2 separate regions of the Sus scrofa genome follow, and region 2 is linked to region 1. The links are chromatin contacts, called in public Hi-C maps. All regions are on one chromosome and are shown on one strand. Each heading gives the region's core, a stretch centred on a gene start, on an enhancer-like site or on the middle of the called end of the contact. The rest is flanking DNA. Distances are from core to core; before and after follow the strand shown.

Evidence for each region. A called contact is a pair of places that touch in the nucleus more often than the background predicts.
Region 2: a Hi-C map of fetal skeletal muscle shows a contact between it and region 1, with 2.0 times the contacts expected there. The contact joins the promoter of SGCE here to the enhancer-like site in region 1. A contact is called at or near these places in 1 of 5 promoter capture datasets (liver) and 7 of 47 Hi-C or Micro-C datasets (embryonic fibroblasts, fetal skeletal muscle, fibroblasts and 1 more).

The regions. Positions count from the first base shown.
Region 1 is chr9:74,228,275-74,233,155 of Sscrofa11.1, reverse strand. No RefSeq gene overlaps it. Among named protein-coding and RNA genes, the nearest start is that of CASD1, 46 kb to the left of the region's middle. Within about 2 kb of position 1,340, at least 2 of the 83 cell types and tissues checked have an H3K27ac peak or open chromatin away from gene starts, as enhancers often do. A contact at or near this core is called in fetal skeletal muscle, where this site is marked.
Region 2 is chr9:74,472,489-74,477,713 of Sscrofa11.1, reverse strand. SGCE (sarcoglycan, epsilon) reads left to right here and starts at 3,890. Exons shown (of 11, transcript NM_001144124.1): 1 at 3,890-4,009. The coding sequence starts at 3,973. It overlaps PEG10 (paternally expressed 10), which reads right to left and starts at 3,593. Exons shown (of 2, transcript NM_001302463.1): 1 at 3,397-3,593.

The sequences.
Region 1 (4,881 bases), core at 91-2,590:
AAATTCCAGGAGCCATTGTAATGGGACCAATTGGTTCATGTGGTCCCTGACCCAGTCTCATAGAGATATCTCTTGCTCTGATGGATCAGGGACCAGGATAGCATGCCTCCCAAAATACACAGGTTGAGATTTGGAAAGTATATAGTTTGCCAAAGAAAACTGTGTACTTTAACTTAAAGAAGCAAGAGGTGCTATTGGGTAGCAAAGACCAACAACAAAATGTCTTACAGATATGGTTGGATATGGAAGACGGAGAAACTAGGAGAATAGGCTAAAACCCCTCAATTGTAGAGAGTCTGAAGGTAGCTGTGAGTTACTATTTATACAGGATTTATCAAATTATAAAGCTTTTTAAAGTTCTCTAGTATTCTGTCATCGATCTTATATAATATTATATGTTATTTCTGTTCTTATATATAGACTAAAGAAAATTTATTTAGGATCAAACAAAAAAAAAGAAAGAAAAGAAATATATATATTAAGGAGTTAAATAGAAAAAGTAAATGTTTCTTTAATTGACCCAAGTACCTGTAACACTCTTTTTATTCATTATGGCCTAGAAAACTTTAATTGCATTGCTCCACTTGGCTCTGGTGTATAGGTAAATAGTAGTAAAAAATTATGTTTTCTAGCAAACTAGAGGCAAACCAAACTATACTGTTTGCTGTTCCTATAAATCCTGGATACAGTGCTCTGCTTCTGGTCGGAAATCAATTATTCCTGTTTACTGACCCACGCAGTAGTATAAATGCATGTAAAATATAATTGTGATATTCTAGCCTCAAAGCTGATTTATTACACATTCCTCTGAGATCTTAACACTGATAAACATAGAACAGAAAAAAACTAAGCAGCTACTTTCTTTCTCCACCAACAGCATTCTTTGCCTTCCCTTGTCACCCTGCTCCCTATAGCCACACCAGTGGGACCAGATAAAAACATCATAGAACTGAATTGTTCTTCCCTTGGATTATAACATCATAACTATTCTTGAGTGTTAGCTCTCTTTCAGCTTCTCTAAGGCTTTTGCAATAATAAATGTACGTATGGTCTGTCTTAAGGGTATTTGCATTATGAAAGGAAATTCTTGAGGACTCTAAAGAAGCTTTAGGAGCAGTAACTGAAATTGTAGGAAGAGAGGTTCTTGGGGAGGGGGAGGCCCTACCTCAACATTTTTGGTGGAGTAGCAAACATAAACTAGGTGCTTTTCACAGTGTTTTTGCTTATAGATTTAACCTAGCTGCCTCAAAGTGCATCCACTTCTGGGCATATGTGTGTGAGTGACCTGCAGATACTAGAATCCTTCCTTCTTCCAGTTCATGAGAGAGTGAGTAAATAAAGACTTGGCAGCCATCTTAGAGCCTGCTGACACCTGCTCTGGACAAATCCCAGGGCAGGGTGTTTTCTGTCTTCATTGCATGTTCTGCACGAAGGACTAAACTTTGTTTATCCTTCATCCAGCTAAAGAGATTATATTTCATGGCCAGCTGGGTTCCCTTTGAGGCAGAATTTGGCTCCTTAAATGTAATACTTGTCTAGATAAATGTTTAAGTTATTTAACAAAGGATAGAAAATCACTTTTCTTGGTAGCTTTTTTCCACTTTTCAGTAGTTTAATAGAGATTATTCGTATGTTTGTTGACAATTTTTTCTCCCCCCCAACCAAGAACAGTATTAAAAAGACTAAATGTTTTACTGCTGTAGAAGGAATTTTATTTTATCATTACTTATAGCACTGTTGTCTTGAGGCTGTGAATATGATCATAGTAGGTCTAGAGTTATTAACTTCCAATTAACATAAGTATCCTCAACTCATTTTGGATGGAGGCTTTTTTCCTTTAGGTGTATTTCCTTTTGGTGGCATGTAGTACTTTCCATACTGACCTCTCTCACTATAGACTTGTGTGATTAGAATTAAAAACTGAGTCATAATTAAAATATTAAGCAGTAGTGTGTATATCATAAAGCTTCTAAAGATCCACAGACATTTTTTCCAAAGCCCTGGAGTGAATACCCATAGCATCTATTACAGTGCCTTGCACAGTTTTTGTTCTCTTGTTTATTATTTGAGCGACAAAGATGTAAATGCTTTGAATTATCTGTGTTACTATCCGCAAACCAGAAATGGATCATAATATCAATGTTTTTCATAAATCTTCTATTATGGGTTGTTTTGATATTTATGCTGCTCATTTTCACGGAGCCCTAACCTGTCAGCGTGGGCTAGTTCCTCATGAATGCGGTGGACTCAGATGTGACAGAGCTTCAGACTGTTTCATTACAGCCACTTTGCCTGGCTTCACATAAAAAAAGGAGCCTAGAAGTGTAAGTCCCTGAAGATCAGAAAGCAGCCACCATGAACTAAGCTAAATGAGACACCTCTGATTTTTTGGGCATGACTGAGAAACCAAAGGCACCACAGCTGTGTGGAGAAAATGCATAGCAGAATGGAGTCGGGTTGTCTGGGTTTAAGGACCAGATCTTCCCAATTACTATTGTGTACTTTTGTATAAATTATTTACCATCTCTAAGCCTTAGTTTCCTTGCTTATAAAATGGAGATAATAATAGTATCTAACTCATAGGGTTGATTTGAGGATTAAGTGAAATCATGCTGCTAAAAGGATATGGGTACAGAACCTGGCACCAAATAAACAATGAATGTTAGCTGTTAAGTCCTGTCTGCCATAACTACTCCTTGACTCTGAACTACTAAAGCTCTTGGAATTTGCCATGCCCATTTTGGCACTTGATTATGCATTAATTCATCTATCACCATCTATTGAGGTGATTTTAATTCCCGTTAGAGAGCTGAATATGGCTCACAGTGTTTAAGATAGCAGATTGCCTATTTTAGTGCTGTTCTTATTAAACTGATGTCTGATAAATATCTACTCAAATCTCTAAATCAATACTAAAAAAGCTAAAGGAATGTTGTACTCTATGAATGGAGAAAAAGTGTCTAGCTTATAGAAGTCCTGCTTTATTCCTCATTTCTAGAATATTGGGTTTAGTTAGAGGAATCTATACCATGGGAATGACACTGCTAGCAAGAAGCAAATAGAGAAGTCTAAAAACTTAATGCTATGTGAGGAATGGTGGAAAGTACTAGATGGTGGAGAGGATGAGAATGTTTCTCTCTTTAATGTTAGGTGCTATTGGAGAGGTCTGCAGTTTTTAGATTTCTATTTGTAGTCAAGCCTTTATATGGGTCCCCGAGGCTGGATTGGAGGTAGTTACCATCAAATGTCACCCATTTTAGAAGCTTTGCTCTCCCAGCTACTACCTAGGCTTTGTTCCTATGTCAGTTTCATTGTCCTTGCTTCCCCCCACCGAAATAGTTCTCCCTAGAGGTTCCTAAGTCTTTACAATCTTCCTGAGGGAGTGCCTACTAGTTAGCCAGAGGTCTTCTGTATTGCTAAATCCTGAGTCAAACTCTCACTGTGCCCTGTACCCCTGGCTTTGTAGGCTCCAGAGCAGTGGGAGCAATGGGAACATCGGAAGCTGTGGCATAGAAACAGGGGGAAGTGGGAACTAACAAACTGTAGATAGCCAAGGGGCCAGGCTTCATGGTCAGTAGGAGGGAACTGGGGTGGAGAGAGAGGATTCAAAGCTCTTATCTCAGAGCATGCCCTTGGCTTGAAGACAAATTCTACAATTGTGCTACTAACTCTACCCTCAATTTTTATGGCCATGTGCTTTGTTTTGCCCTGTACTTTGAGGGTTCTCTCTCTCTCACTCAAGTGATTTTTCTATTCAGTTTATTTTAAATTACCAGTGCAAAAAAAGAGTATGATTTTTCTATAAAATTAACAAAATTGCCATATTTATATTATGCTTGGTTTGGAGACTGTGTAAAGATGTAGATTAAAAAAAGTCAGTGAAAGCACCAAAACCCGATTTTTTTCATCATCTGATATTTGAGATTACTGAATTTTTCACTTTAGAAATCAATTACTTTGATTTTATGTTCATTTTTCCCCCTAAAACCAGAGATAAGTGCAATTTCAGACTGCTATTTGCAATTATTTCCCCGTGTGGATTTTCCTGCTCTTGCAAGCTTTCTGCTATCTTGACTGCCTTTAACTATAATGGTAGCTCAGCTCTGTGTTTTGGATGTTATGCTAACAATTCAAATTTGCTGTTTTCCCATCACAATTATATTCTCCATTACTTTTCATTTTGTTTTGTTTTTTAGCAATAGTTGTAATTCAGGTAATTGTAGGACATTTGTTTGTTGTAAACTCTTAGTCCTATCTGGAAATATTTAAAACACTGTGTTCTTTGGGAGCACATGAGGAATAATATTTTAACACATAGTTTTTATTTTCACCAAACCAACCTAAGCCTAGGTAATTTTGTTCCATGTTGTGTAATGTTCTCACTTGTGATTATTCCTGCAGGTTGCTCATTTTCTTTTCTTTTTTTTAATCACAACAACTAAAGGGCAACAAACAGCTGCTGGAGTTAGGATTGTCAGACATTTTAGGTAGTTTTTTTCCCTTTGCAAGAAACAATTCTGTTGAAAATACTAAACTGTGTATATGTTGAGATTGCCACCCGCTGGTGAAATAGAGAATTTCCATTTTAATGAGTAATTTAGGAAAACATATTTGTTTTTGTTTCTAGAATATGAATTTATATGTTTAGGTTTTTAAAAAATATATTTTAAACTTCACTAGAAGAATAAAGAATTTCATTGTTATAGAACACTTTGGAAAAATTAAAAAATCATAATTTCAAAACAATTTAAAAACATTTATATCTCTTGTAGCTCCTACAAAGGGTAGAAGTGGGAAAAAAAAATCTCAGAATTAAATACGCCTAAATGTTACCAGTGGTTACTGTTGAGTACTGAGATTAAGACGGATGAAAATAATTTT
Region 2 (5,225 bases), core at 2,641-5,140, 240 kb before region 1:
GACACAGCATAAAGCTAAGCCACCTGGAACAATTGTCATCGCTACACATGAAAAAGAGTTCATATTTATTTAAGAATTAAATACATTTGATTAATCTTTGACTTCACAATGACTTCTGAAAATTTCTATTTCCCCCCTCCCAAACACACCATAGAGAAAAATAGCCCAAACCCACCACACAGTAAACATCCCACTAGGAAATAACATCGCATTAAACAATGCTTAATTGTTTTACATTTGTAAATGTCCACCTTTCTTTTTGAGAACTATGAGTACTATTTATGAAATGCAAATTCTCTTAATATGTACATTTCCAATACATTTTGTTTTGAACTTCTTTAAAATTCAGACACAGAATTTCCAAAGAGAAGAGGGGTCAGAGTGGCAAGGTGTGTAAAAGGGGCTTGGGGACTTATTGAAAGCTGTAATTATGATAAATAAGAACATGTTATCTGTAGATTGTATACTTGTTGAGGACTGAGGTCAAAGGTGGTTAGTGGCGTGTGATAGATTTTTAGCAGCCAAGGCTTTCAAATCCCGCCCCACCCCCCGTAACAAAATCCTGGCTCATGGTTTTTAATATACAGACCCAGGTTTTAAAGTTTCTTCATTTAATTAGAAACATAAATATCTAACTAGCAGTAAGTTATAAATTTGTTTTATATAGATATTTTAAAATGCCAGCTAAAAACTGTCAATCTATATTTTTATAATGTAACCAGTTTGTTACATTACAAATTTTAAATGTGACACTTATATACCATTAAATAATCCACTTGCCCCAAATTGAAATAATTAGCTTTTGCTTTTTTAGTTTATAAAAAAGCTAATTATTTTGAATGTTTTGAATTAATTTGGTTGTTTTGAATTACAATTACAGCTTACATTAGTGGAGTTTAAAAATGCACATTTTTTTTTTAAGATCCTGTTAAATGTAAATGAGTAAAGTAAGCAGTGTCTTGGACAATCCAGGACAGCAAAGCACCATAGGAAAGAGCCAGGAGCAAAACTAGAAAACACCTAGAGACAGCAAAGAAGACACCAAATAAACCAATCTACTCTGGTCATTTAACACATATTTAATGAATGCCTACCATGTGCCAGGCACAATTAATAAATATGCAGGCAAATTAGCCAGAGCTAATCCCCTAGAGTTCCAAGAAAAAAATCCAAATAAACACCTCATTCTCACTCAGAGGCTAAGCCAGCAGCACCAATAAAGCCACTTAAAACTCCTGTGAAACAAAATTCAAGTTCTTTATTTTGCATCCACCAAAACATCTAATTCCAGTAGGTCCCACCACAAAGGTCACTAGTGTGTCAAAAAACTTATAGATTTTAATCTTAAAAAACTAAAATTTAAGACTAAAAAAAATTAAAATTTAAGAACGCTAATTTAAGATATTTAAGATTTTAAATATCTTTTGTTTATAATAAAAATATTTAGCTAGATTGCTTTTGGAGGCACCAGCCATGTCAATTTAGAGGCATCTTTCATAACCCACTATGATGAGTTTTAGGTTGTGGGATTATGTTATTTCACATATGAAAACTGATTATACAATGCCATGTATTGCTATTGCTGTCAATTATTCTTATTTGTTATTCTTATTTTTGTTAGACACTAACGGATAGAAATCAAATCCAGCGCAGGGAGAAACGCAGGGAGAACCCGCAGGTGGGTGGGGCTGTGCAGCCAGGCTAGGCAGTAAAGGCGCATAGGCGCAAAGGAAGGGGACCTGATTGGTTGGTGGTGCGGGGGGCGGGCGGCTCACACTGCGCAGGCGCAGGCAGGCTCTGGAGAGGTGGGGCCCTAGGCCAGTTCTGAAGAGGCTGGCTCAGGGAGGGGCCAAGCTTTAAGAGGCGGGGCCTGGGTAAGCCACCGCAAAGAGGGCAGGCTCAGAGAGAGGTGGGGTTTGGGGGAGCCACCCAAGAAGGGGGGGCATGTGGGAGGCAGGGTCTACGGGAACTACCTCAGAGGAGGCAGGCTTAGGGGGAGGCGGGGCCTGGGGAGGCAGGGTCTAGAAGGCGCGCTCTGGGAAGGCGCGCTCTGGGAAGGCGCGCTCTGGGAAGGCGCGCTCTGGGAAGGCGCGCTGCAAAGGAGGCGCACTCTAAGTAGGCGCTGGGAGGCGCTAAACCTGCTCAGAGCAGATACTGCAGAGAAGGCTCGCTAGAATGGGCGGGGCATGTCTGAGACTGGCTGCACGCCTCTCCCAGGATCCCCCCTCCCAGAACCCCTCCCACCAGCCTCCAACAGCCAGATTCATTTCATGCAACAAGAGCAATCACCCGCAGATCCAACCTCCTCCCCTTCCAAGACTAAGCAAACCAACAGCCACAAACTGTTGCTGGACGCCAGTTCGGGCCACCACTACAACTACACTGCCACTTCAATCAAGCGCTACTAGGCAAGGCAGCCTGCTCTGCCACCACCAAAAGATTCCCTTTTGCGCTCAAGTCAGCGTCCCTCCACTTCACTACCATAGCAGGAGTGGTGTGGGCAGAATGTTAAACACTAATTTTTGCCCAGGGCTCCATTTTGTCTAACAGCACCATCACGCAGAGAACCATCCTGTAGAAAAACATAGTGGGAGCCATTCCAAAAGGTGTGTTAGAGACAAAGGGTGGGGTTCCTCTAAGAAGAGTAATCTTACTCTTCAGCTCATGTTCGCTTCAGCTGGTTTCTTTGTAGCGCAAAACAGCGCAGCTCGCGTACCTCTGCAGCTGTTACTATTTTGTAGCGCATTTTAGGTGTAAATCGTTCCGTAGCTCATGTACCTCTGTGGTTCCTGTGTCCTACAGCGCAATGAAGCGCTGTTGTAGTGGTAATATCATATTTGTAGTGCTAATCTTCTGCAGCTCAGATATTGTAGCGCATTTAAAGCGCAAATCATTCATTAGTCTGCAGTTCATATATCACCGCAGTTGATACTGGTTTTCACGCAATGAAGTGCCCATCAGTTGGCAGCACATTGAAGCGCCCATCAGCTTGTAGCTCATTTGAAGCGCCTATCAGTCTGTAGCGCATCTGCAGCGCTCATCAGTCTGCAGCGCATTTGAAGCGCTTATCAGTTTGTAGCGAATTGAAGCGCCAATTAGTTTGTAGCGCATACCACTTTGCGGCACGTTTGCAAATTGGTCTGTAGCTCATGTCCGTCTGCAGCTCATGTTTGTCCGCAGCTCATATCTGTCTACAGCCCGCATCTGGACTTGGGTTCTGGGAATCAAAGCCCTGAAGGCTTGGTTTCTCCAAGCAGTTTTGGGGCACAGCCAGTGAAGGCGTGACAAGGTGTGCGTGGAGACTTTCGGGCGCTACTTTATCTCCCGCAGCTCCTGATAATAACAGGGAATGAATGTGATCTTAAAAAAAAAGAAACATCCTCACCGCATACTCACCACGCGAGGACTCCTCTGCGAAGACAGGAAGGACGGGGTCCCACACCTGCGCCAGGCGTGGGCTCCGCTGGGTGCTCAGCAGCCCGGAGTGGCTCCGGACGCGAGCCCGCTCAGCGGACCTTTCGCGAGGCTCGGTGGTCCCTCTTCGCTGGTCTCCTCAGGTCGTAGTCAGGTTTCTTCGACACACACCAACCGAAGTTGAAGCGCGTGTACCGGGAGTGCCGACTGTGAGCCTTATATAGGCAGAACCGAGGAGGGGGGCGCCAAATCCCAGCGTGCTCCGCGGGTTAGGGGGGCGGAGAGGGGGGAGCGGGGGCGGAGGGGATAGGGGGATGGGGGAAAAGGGGGTGGGGGCGATGGCCACGCTACACCGGCCCGCCGCTAGAGGGAGTACGGGATTAAGGAGGGGGTGCAGGATGCTGATGCTGAACTGGCCAAGCTGGGAGGAAAGAAGAAAGGGAGGGGAGGGGAGAATCGAGGACGGCCGGCCTAGCCAGGCCAAGAAAGCAATTGCCCCGGTGGTGGGAGCTGGGAGACCCTTGTGCTTGGACGGGACAGGGTCGGGGGACACCCAGGATGAGCCCCGCGACCACTGGCACCTTCTTGCTGACAGGTTAGTGGTGTGCGCGCGATGGGAGGTCCTGGGGCCAACAGGCCTTCGCCTCCCCATCCCCCTCCCGGGTTTTGGGTACCCAGGTGCCTTTTCTGGGCACCAGCCCCCCTTCTGTGGAGTCCCCAAGGTACCCCTCCATCAGGACTCCCCATACCCCACTTCCTGGGCCCTTTGCGGCCCTTACCAGGCTTGACCCCTGGCCTTTTTTCTCCGCGCCCCCGCGGGCCCCTCCCTGCCCAGAGGCGCTGGAATTCCGTCTCCAATTTCCATTCCCACTCGCCCCCTCCGCTCTCCAGCAGCCCTGCTGGTGGACCTCTCCTGATCTCTTCCTCAAAGAGCAGGGGGTCGTTGCCCATTTGGGGGGGGGGCGTTACCCCAATAATGGGGTTCTGCGGCCGGTAGACGAGCCATAGAAAATGGGTGTCAAGCTGCGCCCCCTTCTACAGAGACACATCTTTTTTTCCCCTTTTCTTGAATGTGATCTGGAGAGAACACAAAAAATGTGCATTTTGAAACGCCTAATTTTCCCCTTTTCCTAAGCGAATTTTTCGGCGATGGAAATCTCGTTTTCCTTAGGTTTTACGGAGTGGGGAAACGGAATCATGATAAATTAGGAGCTAAATAGGGCTTTCAGGTTAGGGTTAACCCCGGTTGGGGGCCAGGGACCCTACCAAGTGCACTATTTGAAGAAAGCAAAAACAATTAAAAACAGCTGTGGATGCCTCCAATGTATTTGGCGGGCTTCGGAGCCTCCCGGCTACGGCCTCTTGGTGATTACGAGGTTTACGCAGAGACCTAGATCTCTCTGCAATGTTATATTTTTCTGAATCCTGTAGGGTGAATGAATACATTTAGTCACGGTCCTCACGTTTAATCCTTTAAAGTGTGTTGCCGGCCACAAATATTTGTGTATATTTATACATATAAACATATATTTTACGTTAGAGAAAATGAGAAAATTGCAGTGGGTTACCACTCTCAAATACAGATGAGGAAGGATGCTTTAAACAAACAAACAAACAAACGCTTAACGTGGACTTCCTAATCGCCTCAAAGTGTTAGGCACTGAGAAAAGGGACAATCTGCTATTTATCTTAGTAAAAGAAGTTTTAAGTGAAAAACCAATTGTCTACAACTGAGTGAGGTTTCTGATAAGAACACAGATGAGACACATTTGTATTTGAAGGCTAAATTTGAGCATATTTCAATAACACTA